2 separate regions of the Triticum aestivum genome follow, and region 2 is linked to region 1. A link is a contact called in public Hi-C data. All regions are on one chromosome and are shown on one strand. The core of a region is the stretch at or near the end of the contact, and the rest is flanking DNA. Distances in the headings are between cores, read along the strand shown. Region 1 holds the start of LOC123069500 (probable folate-biopterin transporter 4). Region 2 holds the start of LOC123069503.

Evidence for each region. A called contact is a pair of places that touch in the nucleus more often than the background predicts.
Region 2: a Hi-C map of leaf shows a contact between it and region 1, with 5 times the contacts expected there. The contact joins the promoter of LOC123069503 here to the promoter of LOC123069500 in region 1. A contact is called at or near these places in 2 of 5 Hi-C or Micro-C datasets (both in leaf).

Annotation. Positions count from the first base shown.
Region 1 is chr3B:235,805,952-235,812,284 of IWGSC CS RefSeq v2.1, reverse strand. LOC123069500 (probable folate-biopterin transporter 4) reads left to right here and starts at 2,789. Exons shown (of 7, transcript XM_044492376.1): 1 at 2,789-3,128; 2 at 3,786-3,913; 3 at 5,045-5,266; 4 at 5,352-5,804; 5 at 5,891-6,088. The coding sequence starts at 3,027.
Region 2 is chr3B:235,975,781-235,982,450 of IWGSC CS RefSeq v2.1, reverse strand. LOC123069503 reads left to right here and starts at 5,146. Exons shown (of 6, transcript XM_044492378.1): 1 at 5,146-5,419.

The DNA of each region.
Region 1 (6,333 bases), core at 1,540-4,039:
GGCTCAGTGATGACCTCCGTCCTACCGTCCTGGCGGTCTTGGTCTTGTTGCACCAGAATGGAAACCTTTGGCTGATTCCTCGGGACTCCGCACCTACCGCCTGCCTCCTTTGCATCAAAGAGGAACTGGCACTCTGCGCGCGCTGACGCCCGCTTGGACTTGGTCGTCATGGCTCACGTCACCTGAGCCTCGTGAGGTGCACCTTGCATAGAACTCTCCGCCCCTCGGAAGCCAGCCTGAGGAGGCCGATCCCTCGGGGGTCTTGGCGTCGTCTGCCTCGCGAGGCTTGGCCCCTCGCGAGGGTCTTGAGCTGTTGATGCTGGAGCTGGGCCGTACCAGGCCGTCGATGGAGCCGCGCACTGGGCTGCAGGCAGACAAGTCTGGATACCCCCGTATCCAGAACGCCGACAACAGTCTATGTCACTAGTTTTGCATGTTGTTGCATATAACTATAACTCATTTGTTTCATGTTAGCAAAGAAACATTACGTTGTAACATAGACCGGAGATGGTACAAAAAGGTTGAACACACTCCATAATTGTACCTATAAGACCAATTCTAGCAAAGTCGTTGTATTCATCCGAACTCAATAGTAATTATTTTTGATTTTTTAGTTAAATTGCTCTAGAAGATTCGTTATCATGCACTCTATCCTCACAATTTTTGAAGCGCGTTGTAAATACAGAGCTCCTTCCATCCATCGATTTTTTTTGTGCGGGGACATTTTAGGATGGGCATGCCTTCGATGTGCCGTTTGCTGTCACCTCAAAGCCTAACCTGACACCATTTGGCATAGCTCACTGCTGTTGACCCTTTCCCCGCCCTATCCCATTTCGCCTCAGCTTCATACCAACTTCCTATTGTATGCTTGACCGCCACCATGTCAGCATCACGAGAGTTTGACGTGGGCCTCTCTTTACCAGAGTTCCTCCCTTCCATTGCTTGCCAAGGAGGCCGGCATCACACGCTGACCGTCCGCTGCCATCAACTCCTCTCGCGTAGTCTAGCTTTCCAGTAGTGCCACATCTCGCCCGCTAGATCCCGACGACCCCAAGGTGTTCAACAATTTAGCTGAAGGTATGTTTTCCTCACATTTGTTCATGCCCACTTGTCTCCCTTTATCGTAGATTCATGTGGGTGAATTATGACGTATCATTTGTTGCATCCAGGTTATTTGTTCATTTGTACTACATGTGTACCAAAATTTTAGCTCAGGTGACTGGGGAAAGACATTTTAAAAGCTAGTGGATAATTAGCGCAAACGATTTCACAAGTACGAATGTCTAATTTTATACTATCTCTATATTCAAATATAAAAGGCCGATGCTAGAAATCATCCGGATGATTGGAGCTAATTGTAAACCGCCTCGCCCGCGTTGGATTAGGCACTGCGCAGCCGTCTGATTTGACTAGTCGTCTCTGCAACTCAAGCCAATCCATTGCTTCGTCGCCCCTACCGTCTCGTGTTGCCGCCTGCCGCACAGGCCAGCTATCATCGTCGCCTTGTAGCAAATGACGGCCAGCAAGAAGCCAAGAACAGCAGGTCTGCTTCCCCGCAGCTATAAAATAGACCGTTGCATTGAAGCTTCTGCCGCCGATGAGATGAAGCAGGTCGGGGCACCACATCGCATTGCAGCTCTGACGCTGGCAAGAACCGCTGGTCACAGGGCAGCACCACCCACGTTGCATTGCAGCTCCGTCGATGCTCCATTGCAGCTGCATGGCAACACCGACGGTCCCGACGATGCTCCATTGAAGCTCCATGGCAGCACTGACGGTCCCGACGATGCTCCATTGAAGCTCCATGGCAGCACCGACGGTCCCGACGATGTTCCATTGAAGCTCCATGGCAGCACCGATGGTCCCGACGATGCTCCATTGAAGCTCCATGGCAGCACCGACGGTCCCGGCGATGCTTCATTGAAGCTCCATGGCAGCAACACACGGGGCAAGAAAGCTCCATCGCAGCAGTGACACCCCAGCGGCGCTCCATGGCAGCTCCATGGCAGCACCTCGCTCGAGACCCTCGTCGAACCGTCGGCGGCGGCTTGTCGCAGCACGACTTGCAGCAGTTTCCTGGATTAGCTGCATCACCGAGCCCCGGTTATAACACGGGCGGGCGCCGGTCAAATCACAACACCTGAGGTCTTTGCGTCAGATAGAAGTACGCCGGCGACCGACCGCCTAGCAGCAGCTCGCGCGCGCGCGACCAACTCCTGCACCACCGTCGCCATCCATGGAAGCAGCCGGATTGGGGGTCACCTTGAAGCAACGGGTGTTGGGGCAGCACCGCGCGGAGGACATCAGGCAACGGTCGTGGCGGTCCCTCCTGATTCCTCAACTCCGACGGCGGTCCCTTCTCGGTTCCTCTCCTGATCCTCTCATCTAGCTGGCTCACGAAACGAAGAAAGAGAAAGGGGGAAAGGGAAGAAAGAAACGAGTGGAACGAGACAAGCTCGGAGGAGAGCGGTTGGTGGACCATCACAGGGGCACGTGGCGTGCAGAGACGGTGGTTTACGAGAGAGAAAATCAGCCGGTTGATTTAGAGGATTTCCCAATATAAAACGTTTGTACAGTTTTGAAAAATGTCTTATATTTTGGTATGGAGGGGGTAGAAAATGGACGGAGGAAAGGAGGAAAACATTTCATCTTAGCTTACACGGACCGTCCTAGTCAACGAAGGTAGAGCAAAGCTTTGCTGGAGCTCCCGACGTGGCAGAGTCTGAGTGGTTGTCCGAAACTGTCGCGCCAATCAAACGGCACATGTCGATGAGCTGTGACACGGCCAGGGCCCCGGGTGGCGTCTCAGTCAGCCCTCACAAACCCCGTCAAGCCGGAGGACATCCATCCTCCGACGTCTCCGTGCATGTGTAATACGGGGAGCGCATTCCCGCATCTCTCGCACCGCCCTCACTCCGATTCGTCTCTCTCCCCCACTTCCGATCCATCCAGACGTCTGAGATCTCGCGGAGGTTTCTCTTGCCAGATCAGGAGGAACAAATCAGTTTCGCCTGTGAGTGGTGACCATGGCGGAGGCGGCGCCGGCCTCGCCGTGGTGGGCGGGGCGGATGGCAGCGGCGTTCGGGGCGCCGTTCCTCTGGCTCGTCTGCCTGATCTACTTCATCCAGGTCTCTTCCTCTCTCCCGGCACCCTGACGCTCCTCGTGACCGCACCCATTTCTCCGCACACGCACCGTCGTTTTAGAGAGATCTGCTCACCCGTATGCGTGTGTTAGGACCATTTCGTATTTTATTTTTTCCGGGTTTGTGTGTGCGTACACACAAGATGATGAAGGATACTTTTTCTTCTTCTTCTAGAATCTAGACAGCACGCTGATTTTATCTTGTTGCAAATGTGAAGGGCGTGCTGCCAGAGTAGCTTGAGATCGACGTCTAGTGTTTATATGCTGCCAAATCAGTCACTCTCTGTATAGAGAGACTCAGGTGTGCTCAATAAATTCGGTTGGGGGCGATAAATCATTCTCTGCCCCATGGAAATGTGATGCCTTAAAACAACTTGATGTGGTAATTGCACAGGATGCTGAGCATTGGTGGCATGTCAAATACCTTAAGGTGTCATGTAGGGGGCCAAGGTTGTTCATTCATATCCTTAGCACTTGTTCCATTTGCATGCTTTGATGATATGTCTCAGTTGCAAATTCCATGTCTGGATTCAGCATAACTAAAGAGACCCTCCTTCAAATCTGTTTGTTTTTCTTGATTACTTCACAAATCAGAACACATTAACATTTTAAACGTTCTGATATGTATTCTTCAATGTTTTAGGGTTTCAGATCTTTTGTCTGGACAGCTGTCTCATATCAAATGAAGGACATCATGAAGCTGTCACCCTCAACATCACAGTTTTTGGTCTCTGCTGCATTTTTCCCTTGGAGCATAAAACCTATATATGGGTAATGTTACCTTTTGTTCGTTGCTTTATATGAAGCAAAGCTTACCAACAATTTAACCTTGGTTGATGCAAACTAACCATTCTTGTCCTTGGCCTATATCATGAGTGTTACATCTCAGTTTTCAGAATTACACCTTTTTTCAGACGTAAGCTTAGTTATTGTTTGATATTGGTGTCCACCACAACACAAGTTTATTACTGGACTTTTAAGAGCTATAGATACGTAATTATTTCACCAGAGCTAAACATTTTTTTTCAATTTCTGATTAATTACAGATTACCCGTAAATAGAACCTATTACTAACAATCTGAACATAGTTCGTATTCAAGTTATTTCTATAGAAAATTGATTAACAAGAACAGTTCATTTGTAGACATGGGCACATGACAGTAACATGGAAATGCAAAAAGGAACACATCACAGAAAGTATTTCCCACATCTGTTGGTTCAATAGCTTTGTTGCTGCAAATTAAGGCATTCAGCGGTACTAGTACGTAGGCCCGTGTAATATCAAACTCGTAATCGGTATTCTAGCTAGTGTCCATGATCTATGGTTGTCCTAGTACTCTCCTGTCCACAGAGTTGCGCTGCTTTTTGGCAGTGGTGTTGTTGTATGCATTAGTATGTTGCATCAAGCCAGTGGCAGTTCGGTTGCAGCCAGCTGGCTGGCAAGGAGGCCAAGGACATAGGTGCATCGTAGGCCTGTAGCAGAAGACGGTCATGTGTCAGACAAGGATTTGCAGCACCAAGGAAACGGGAGGAAGGACTGCAAGTCTAGGATTAAAGGAGTCCAACCATGAGGAGTTTGTATCGTGCTAGGAAAAGTCAAAGATCTAAGTATCCACTGTATAGAGATGCCATGTATCTATGTTTCAGGAAGAAACAACCAATCTTTTCTCTCTGAAATAATCTCTCATCCAACCTATGTCTACCAATATCTTGCAGCATTGCCATCTGGCTATGTTCAGTACGTTACTTATCCTGTTGTGGATAAAGGTTCACAACGTGTTGCTAACAGCTGTTAAACTTCCATATATGCCTTGGTACATGCATTACTGGACATGTTGCTGAACGCCCAATAAAAAACATCCTGGTTTTACTTACTCACCCATATATCAATTGTACTTGCAGGATTGTGTCGGACTGTATTCCAATTAAGCAGAGGAAGCGTGTACCCTATTTGATCATTTCTAGTGGTCTTTCTCTATTTCCATGGCTTATCATTGGGCTGTCAGAACATTTGAGGAGCTCAAGCAATCTTTTTACGCTAATGTTGATTGTACAGAACTTGGGATCTGCCATGGCAGATGTTGTTATAGATGCAATGATTGCAGAGGCAGTTCGATCAGCAGGGTGAGTAATATGGTGCATCTTGTCTCACCTTGTATAACAAGTACTCCAATACAATGCCTTAAAACCTGAATTATTCTCTTTTCAGGCCAGAATTTGCTGGTGATCTCCAGTCATTATCTTGGTCATCAATGGCTGTAGGGGGGATATTTGGGAGCTTATTGGGAGGATACGCATTGTCCAATCTCCCAATAAATGCTATTTATATTATTTTCTCTGCTCTTCCACTGTTCCAACTAGTTACATGTGTTTTCGTGAAGGAATCTCCAAAAGGATATGAGAGCACGATAGATAATGCTGCACATGATTATGCTGATGATCAGAATATTGATGGTGCTTTTGCTGGACAAGGCTCAGGTGAATCTTTTAAATATGTGAGCACTAGGAAGCGAAAGGGTGCTCGTAAAAAGAACAAAAGGAGAACATTGTCCAAACGACCTGAAGGTCATGAGAAGCACAATAAATCAGTTAATTTATACTCATCTCTGAAATCAGCCTTCTTCAGTTTATGCACAGCTTTTAAGCAGCCAGCAATTCTGCGGTAATTAACCCTGCAATCTCATTTTCTCTGATGTTTGCCTCTTGCACTGAAGAGCTTAATCGGTAACTTCCTCTCTTTTTCTCTAGACCTATGGCATGGTTTTTCCTTTCAAATGCAGCAGTTCCAAATATCTCAACAGTAATGTTCTATTATCAAACGGAGGTTCTACATCTGGAGGCATCCTTCTTAGGGACTGCACGTGTGATTGGGTGGTTCAGTCTAATGCTTGGCACATATATCTACAACCGCTACTTAAAGCATAAAAAACTCAGGAATATTCTTATGTAAGTCATTTTTTCAAGCTGTTTATCTTTTCCAAATGTCAACACACTATCTATATTAGTGCCATAGTTTGTTTAAAGGAAGTTGAAATGTTATGCATATATGCTTAATGTACTGACTGAAGTTTCTATAAACTTTTCGTAAGTTGGCTGTCCATAATTCGAATGAATTGCACTGAATTTTCATCTTGGTATTTTTGGTATAGACCATTTATTGATCTCCTTTTGTTCAGTGTTTTTGTGAGTGC
Region 2 (6,670 bases), core at 3,897-6,396, 170 kb before region 1:
TGGTTCATTTGTTGAGTTTTGTATTCATCTTGTGTATAAATCTTGTATTCATTTTGTATTCATCTTGTGTATAGATTTTGTATTCATCTTGTAAAAATATTATCGTAACTTCGACATGAGGGAGGGGCGTTAAAACATAATACCCCGATAACTTTGATTTTGAGGCATATGAAAACATGATTTGCACGTCAGACAGGCATGCATGAGAGAGGCTATCCGCAAAGTATCCTCTCCCGAAAGATAGGACGACTCATCATATATGATTCTAGACAATGTCCAATGCCTCATATTGCGAACATAGTTATATTGGATAATTGATCTTCATATAAATGAAGCATAAAAGTTTAGCAATCACTTACAAATTTTCCTATTGTTCATTGACTTCGACATGAGTGGGGGGTCCTTAAAACATAACCCCGATAATTTCGGTATAACTTCGACATGAGGGGGAAGGAGTCCTTGACGATCGTCTGAAACTAACTGTTATAAAACTAGTCAACTTTGTATGATGTTTGCCACTAATCCATTGTTCATATGCATATGATTCCTTGTTCTGATTAGGTCTATGTTTGCCACTAATCCATCTCTCATGGTTGTATATTGCCATGTTGTAATATTTGCAAAAACTATGGAACACGACAGAGACTTAGAACAAGAAGAGATGTTGGGGGATATAATCCGCGAGGGAGGTGATGATATCACCTTGTCGTTTCTCAACGACGCTGATGGTGAGGGAAGAGAGGATGACGGCTCCGGTGATCAAATGGAGGAGGGAGGAGATGACGGCTCCACCGGTGTAGGAGCCTTAACTGTTGCAAAGTCTGACGAGGTATATATATTAATTAAGCCTCTGCTGACTAGATGCATTAATTGTTTTGTATGTACATATATTAATGCTTCTTTCTTCTTTTAGCCCTCCATATCGAGCCAAACTTCTATAAGCAGACGAGGCCAAAGAAAAGGTTGGGCGAGAATGAAAGTTTCACAATCGAAGAAGTCGCTCCAGATGGCCAACCGATTCTTCCCAAGTGGACCAAAGACCGATTTATACATCATTGCGGAGTTGTTGTTACGGACAGTGTCTCGATCAGCATCCAAGAACGGAATAAGAAGAAGGATGATGAAGTTTCTTATGTCGATGATAGACAGAAAGATAAGCTTTGGAACTCGCTCATGACAAATTTCAGCCTACCGCCAGAGGAGGATCCAAATAACCCAGTTATACAGCGAAAAGTCAAGGCGTGGGCTCTTAAGATGGGAGAACAATTCAAGAACTAGAAGAAAAGATTCAACGAATAGTTTGTCGACAAAGACGAGACTCCATAATTCACCGGTCAATATGCGAAGATAAAAGATCATTGGCCCGCATCTGTGGCTTGCAAGAAATGGGAGAAAGCTAAGAAAAGGTCATAGATAAATAAGCAAAATGCTGCAAAGAAGAAATATCACCATGTTACGAGGTTAGGTGGCTACAATGTTGCCCGGCCTACGTGGTACAAAGTTGAGAACGACCTGCTTGCTAAAGGGGTCCAACGAGCGACATTGAACTGGCCCGAACAGGCAAGGACTTGGTTCTTCGGGCATGGGGAACTTTGGATCCAAAAATAGTGAAGTGTGTTTACACGAAAGCTCAACTAGAAACACCCATCAAAAAGATACAGGAAACAATCAAGGAAGTGCAGGAAGGGAGGTTCCATCCCGACAGAGAGAAGGACGAGCTGTCACACGCCCTCGGGAATCCTGAACACCCTAGACGAACACGACGCACATCAGGCTCCGTTACATGGAAGCATGGGTTTCCCGATAGCACTAGTTATAGAAGCCGAGGGAGAAAGAAGAAAGAGGAAGCAGACCGGATGCAGAAGGTAGAAGAAAGATTAGCATTGCAGGAGAAGAAAATAGAGGCACTTACTAGTCAGCGAGCTACCGACCCACCATCTCAGCAGCACGAAGATCCTTCATTCGATACTAGCCACGAAGCTACCCCACCATCTCAGCGGAAAAGCAGCGTGGCTTCCACGAAGCTCGCTCGACCTGATATCACGGGTCCTTGCTAACCCATGGATGATATCACGGAGAAGGAACATTGTGAGCTACGTGTGAAATGCATTAACATAACCTTGAAGGTGGCGGTCGGCTATGCCTTACCTCGTCGACCTGATGGAACTTTCCATTGCACTCCAGTTCTAGATGGCTTTGTTGTTGTCATGGTGGATGAAGTTATGCCCATATTTGAGGGGCTGGAGCTTGACTACCCTACAGGTGAAGGGGAGAATCATCTGGAAAATGCCTTAAGGACTACCATTCTATGGAGAAAGGAAAATATCGTGCTTCCAAACTGGACGCCGCATCAGCAGACTCAGCCGGAGGAGGCCCCTCAGCAGACTCCTCACAGTCCAACTCTATCTCCACTGCCTCAGTCGTCTCTGCCGCGTCAGCACACTCCGCCGCCTCAGTTGTCTCCGCCGCCTCAGCGGACTCCAGCGGAGGAGGCCCCTCAGCAGAATCCTCCATCGCCTCAGCTATCTCCACCACCTTAGTGGACTCCGTCTCCTCCACCACGTCAGCTGACTCCGCATCCTCCGCCGCCTCAGCACCGGTGGAAGAGAACCACTACCGTTCCCGCGGCTAGTAGTACAACAGGGAAGAAATCCAGAGCAGTTCAAAGCGTCAAGAAGGCTCATGCCAAGTTGCCCTATGACATGACTGGCGAGGAAAACAACGACATTGTCGCTGCCGATGTGAAACGCCATCTTGCACCAAAACGTCCAGATCCAAAGGAGAAAATAGATTCGGTAAAAGTGAAGCACTGTCTGGATGCCCTTACGCGACCACCATGGCCTCCGCCGCTATCACACTATGGCCGCTGTGTTGTAAATACATTTGAAGCGATCGGGAAGTAGCAGTGGTGCAAGAAGTGGGAAAACAATTCCCCAGCTCGGCGAACAGGAAAAGCAATTGTGCCCCCCGCTCAAGATGTTTACCGATATCGCCAATGATCTAGGGGTAGCGGCCGATGGTGTTGGTATCACTCTTGGCGATTACTTCGGTGATGATATACAGTTCGAAATGGCTGAGGTAGCCTTTAGATACGAGCACGGGAAGCCTCTCATCAAACCTGAGCAGCTCCCGCATCTATCAACGATAATGCGAAAATTTCATGACTAGTACTTGAAAACCTACAAGGATGGGACCGACAGTATCTTGGGGGGAATTAAAGATGAGCACTACTTCAATGGAGTCGAGGCGTTGTACATTGAATTTGAAGAATTATTTCAGTTATACAATCAAGGCGCCCTCGACAAAACTATCATCAGTTGCTATTGTCTGTAAGTATTATTTCTGTAATTAAGTCTCTAACTCAGCTCGTTCATTGCATGTATAATTATCCTCACTATATTATGCAGATTGAAGATCCTCAAATGCAAAAGAGGACAAATCTATGACATTGGGTTCATTAGCCCAAATACCGTAAATAAATATACGGTACAAAAGAACCCCGACGATACTGAGAAAACTTGCTAAATGCGTTACTTCGACAATAAAACAGAAGGGAGATGCTTTTTCCTTACAACTTCTCGTGAGTGTTACTGTCTTGAGCATATTTTGTTTCGCTCACTCGAGGTTAAGTGTAATTGATGAGTTATGCGTGCGCAGATTCCACTTTATTCTGCTAGCCATTCAGCTTGATGCGGGACTAGTAATTGTCTTGGACACGAGACGTAAAGAGCCTAAGGAGCGGGCGGACATGAGTGAAATGCTCCAGAAGTAAGTTCAATCATTATCGCACTATATCGGCAACTTACGTTCATTTCCTGATATCAAGTAATCATTTTCTTTGCCGGGCAGGGTTTGGAAAAAGTTCACTAGCAAGGTTAGTGGTGAATGGAAAAAGGAGCTGCGACTTCAACACCCTAAAGTAAGTAGTACTAGCTTGTTCCGCGCATCTCTCATTGATTGTAGTTTCAATATCATTATCATGCTTGATTATCATTTTGATTGAACTTTATTCTCGTAAAGTGCTTGTAGCAGGCACCCGGGAATAATTTATGTGGATACTACGTTTGCGAGTTCATTCGCCACTCGACCTCTGAGCGGGGCATATCTTCACAACAATTAGAAGTACGTAAACAATATTCACACACACACATCGCATACGAGGAATTCAAGAGGAATTGGCGGGATTCTTTATTGAGCACGTCATACCTATAGACAGAGAATACCATCGGGAATTGCAATGCGATTTTGGTAGATGATGTTAGGGATCGTAAGAGATGTTATGTTGTATATATGCATGATCATGTACTGTATATAGTAGCGTCGAATAGATATACGAAAACTTGTTGTTCGACCAAGCACGGAAAAAGAGATGTCACTTCTCTCTATATATGTTCATGACGATGTTGTGTAATTAATGGTTCCTTCATTGCTATATGTAGTAGTTAGCGTCGAGTTGAATGGAAAACATAAAATAAAAATGAAACCCTAAATGTAAAAGAATTAAAGGGTAAACACACAAAAAAAGGGGAACACAATATGAAACCCCTAAACCCTACAAAACTCATAGCCCCTCCTTATAAAAAAAGCCCAGCACTTGGCAGGTGCTGACGTGTGGCTGCCTTTTAGTCCCGGTTGGTGTCATGAACCGGGACTAAAGGTCCTCCTGCCTCGGCGCCCCACAGCGGCCACGTGGAGCACCTTTAGTCCCGGTTTGTAACACGACCGGGACTAAAAGTCAGGGGCTTTAGTCCCGATTAATTTGTCCCGGTTGCCGAACCGGAGCTAAAGGCCCTTTAAAACCGGGACTGATTGTCCGTTTCCTATTAGTGAACACATGGCAACTCCGAATGTTTTCTACGACATATTTGATGAAGCGGGGATGGTAACTTTAGTTGTCAAGTATGACAACTTTGTTTTCAGATGGCAATTTTCAGTTTTTTGGAGGTTTATTTTTCGGATGACAACTTTAGTTGTAAAAAAACGTAGACTGGAGTGCTTTGTGTCATATGTGTGACGCTTATCATTTGGGGGAAAATGGTATTTTCGGCGGAGAAGTAGTAATAAGGAAAGAAAAAAAATCTACAGGAGATTCGAAAAAGAATCCACAGGAAAAATAATGTCCTTTTCTCCGGTGACCGGCCAAGTAGCAACTTGCACGGCCGGCCCGGCAGTCTACGATAGCAACGGCCGAAATCCAGGGCGAACGGGGCCCCACACGGAGCTATTTCTTCCGTGCATCTCAGAATTCGAGACCGATCCGATCGCAGCAGCAGCAGCAGCAGCAGCCAACAAACAAACATACCTCCACTCATTAGAGAGTCGCTGCTGCTCGTCGTCCCTCCCTCGGTTCCCCATTTCTCCACCTCCGAGCAGCCGAGCCGACGCCTCCCTCGCCGCCACCGTCTCTGTGACGGTAACTGTAAGTGATCTCCACCTCATCTTCCGCTCAGAGTCCGAGCAATTTGCTTACTTAGCTTGCCGATGGGACTGGGTCGTTGGCCTGCTGTCTCCGTAGATTGGTAGATCCCGCCGTCACTAGATCCGGCCGGTTTCTCGGCGTTTCTCTGGTAATTTTGACTAGTCAGCGTTCGTCGGCTGGTTTGTTTTCTGATCCGGGATGTGCGGGAGAAATTTAGCAAGAGAATTACCCGGACTGCCACTCATCATGTAGGTTAGGTGGTGCCGACGGTCCAGAGGGAACGAGAGATCTGCACATGCTTCACGCTCAGAATTGGGCATAATTCGAGAATAGTTACCTCTGCTTCTTACTATGTACTGTATATGTTTAAGATGGATAATTCAGCGACCAGCTGGTGCAGTCAGCTGAACAAACAAGCAAGTGAAGTGGCAGAGACCATGCGTGTGTCAGCAGAGCAAGAACAGGGGATCAGAAGGTCCTGTTAGATTTTCGGTCACGGAGGACTGTGTGCTTTATGAGAGCATTTTGGGTTGTCATACGGTCAAACAGATTGCAGGCACCTGCTGGAACTCCCGTCTACTAGGATAGTGTCAATTTACCTGGCATTCAGGGACAACCCGGTGTTCAGATTTGTATAGCAAGCAAAGAAAACACGCAAGTAGTACTCAACTAGTCACTATTCCGACCTCGCCTTGTCATACTTCGGCTCTGGATGACAATATGTAGATAGAGTTGTTCTGTGTACCACTAGGGATGCCGGGGTATCAAGCTGCTGCTTCATTTCTGTATCTAGAACCACGGTACGAGGTGTTACCATTTAGAAGGGCCCCTGAAGCATTAGCTTGTTTTTGCCCAATTTTGTAATGAAAAGATTAAACCTGATGGGCTAAAAATGAACAATCTGTGTGGATCCTCTGGCAAGTTATCGATTAAACAGATACTCAAGGTATCTGCTTGTCATGACAGGCTAACATTGAGTTTACATGTACTTGATTTTTTGTCGATCCAATGGGCTGTGGAATGAGTCAATGTGCTGACCAGTGGGTTGTATTTAACCTTCTTATAAAGATTTTGGAGCATATATGAAATTTGAACAGTGCTAGTGAATTTATATTAAGAAAAAACAGTTTTACCTGTTTAAGTTCCATATATCCAGTCTCATATTGATGTTTATCTGTTCTATTGACCAAGAGATAAACACGTGTTTCTTTCTTAATGGCCTTCCTGGTTATTATTTTTGGATGGGCTAAT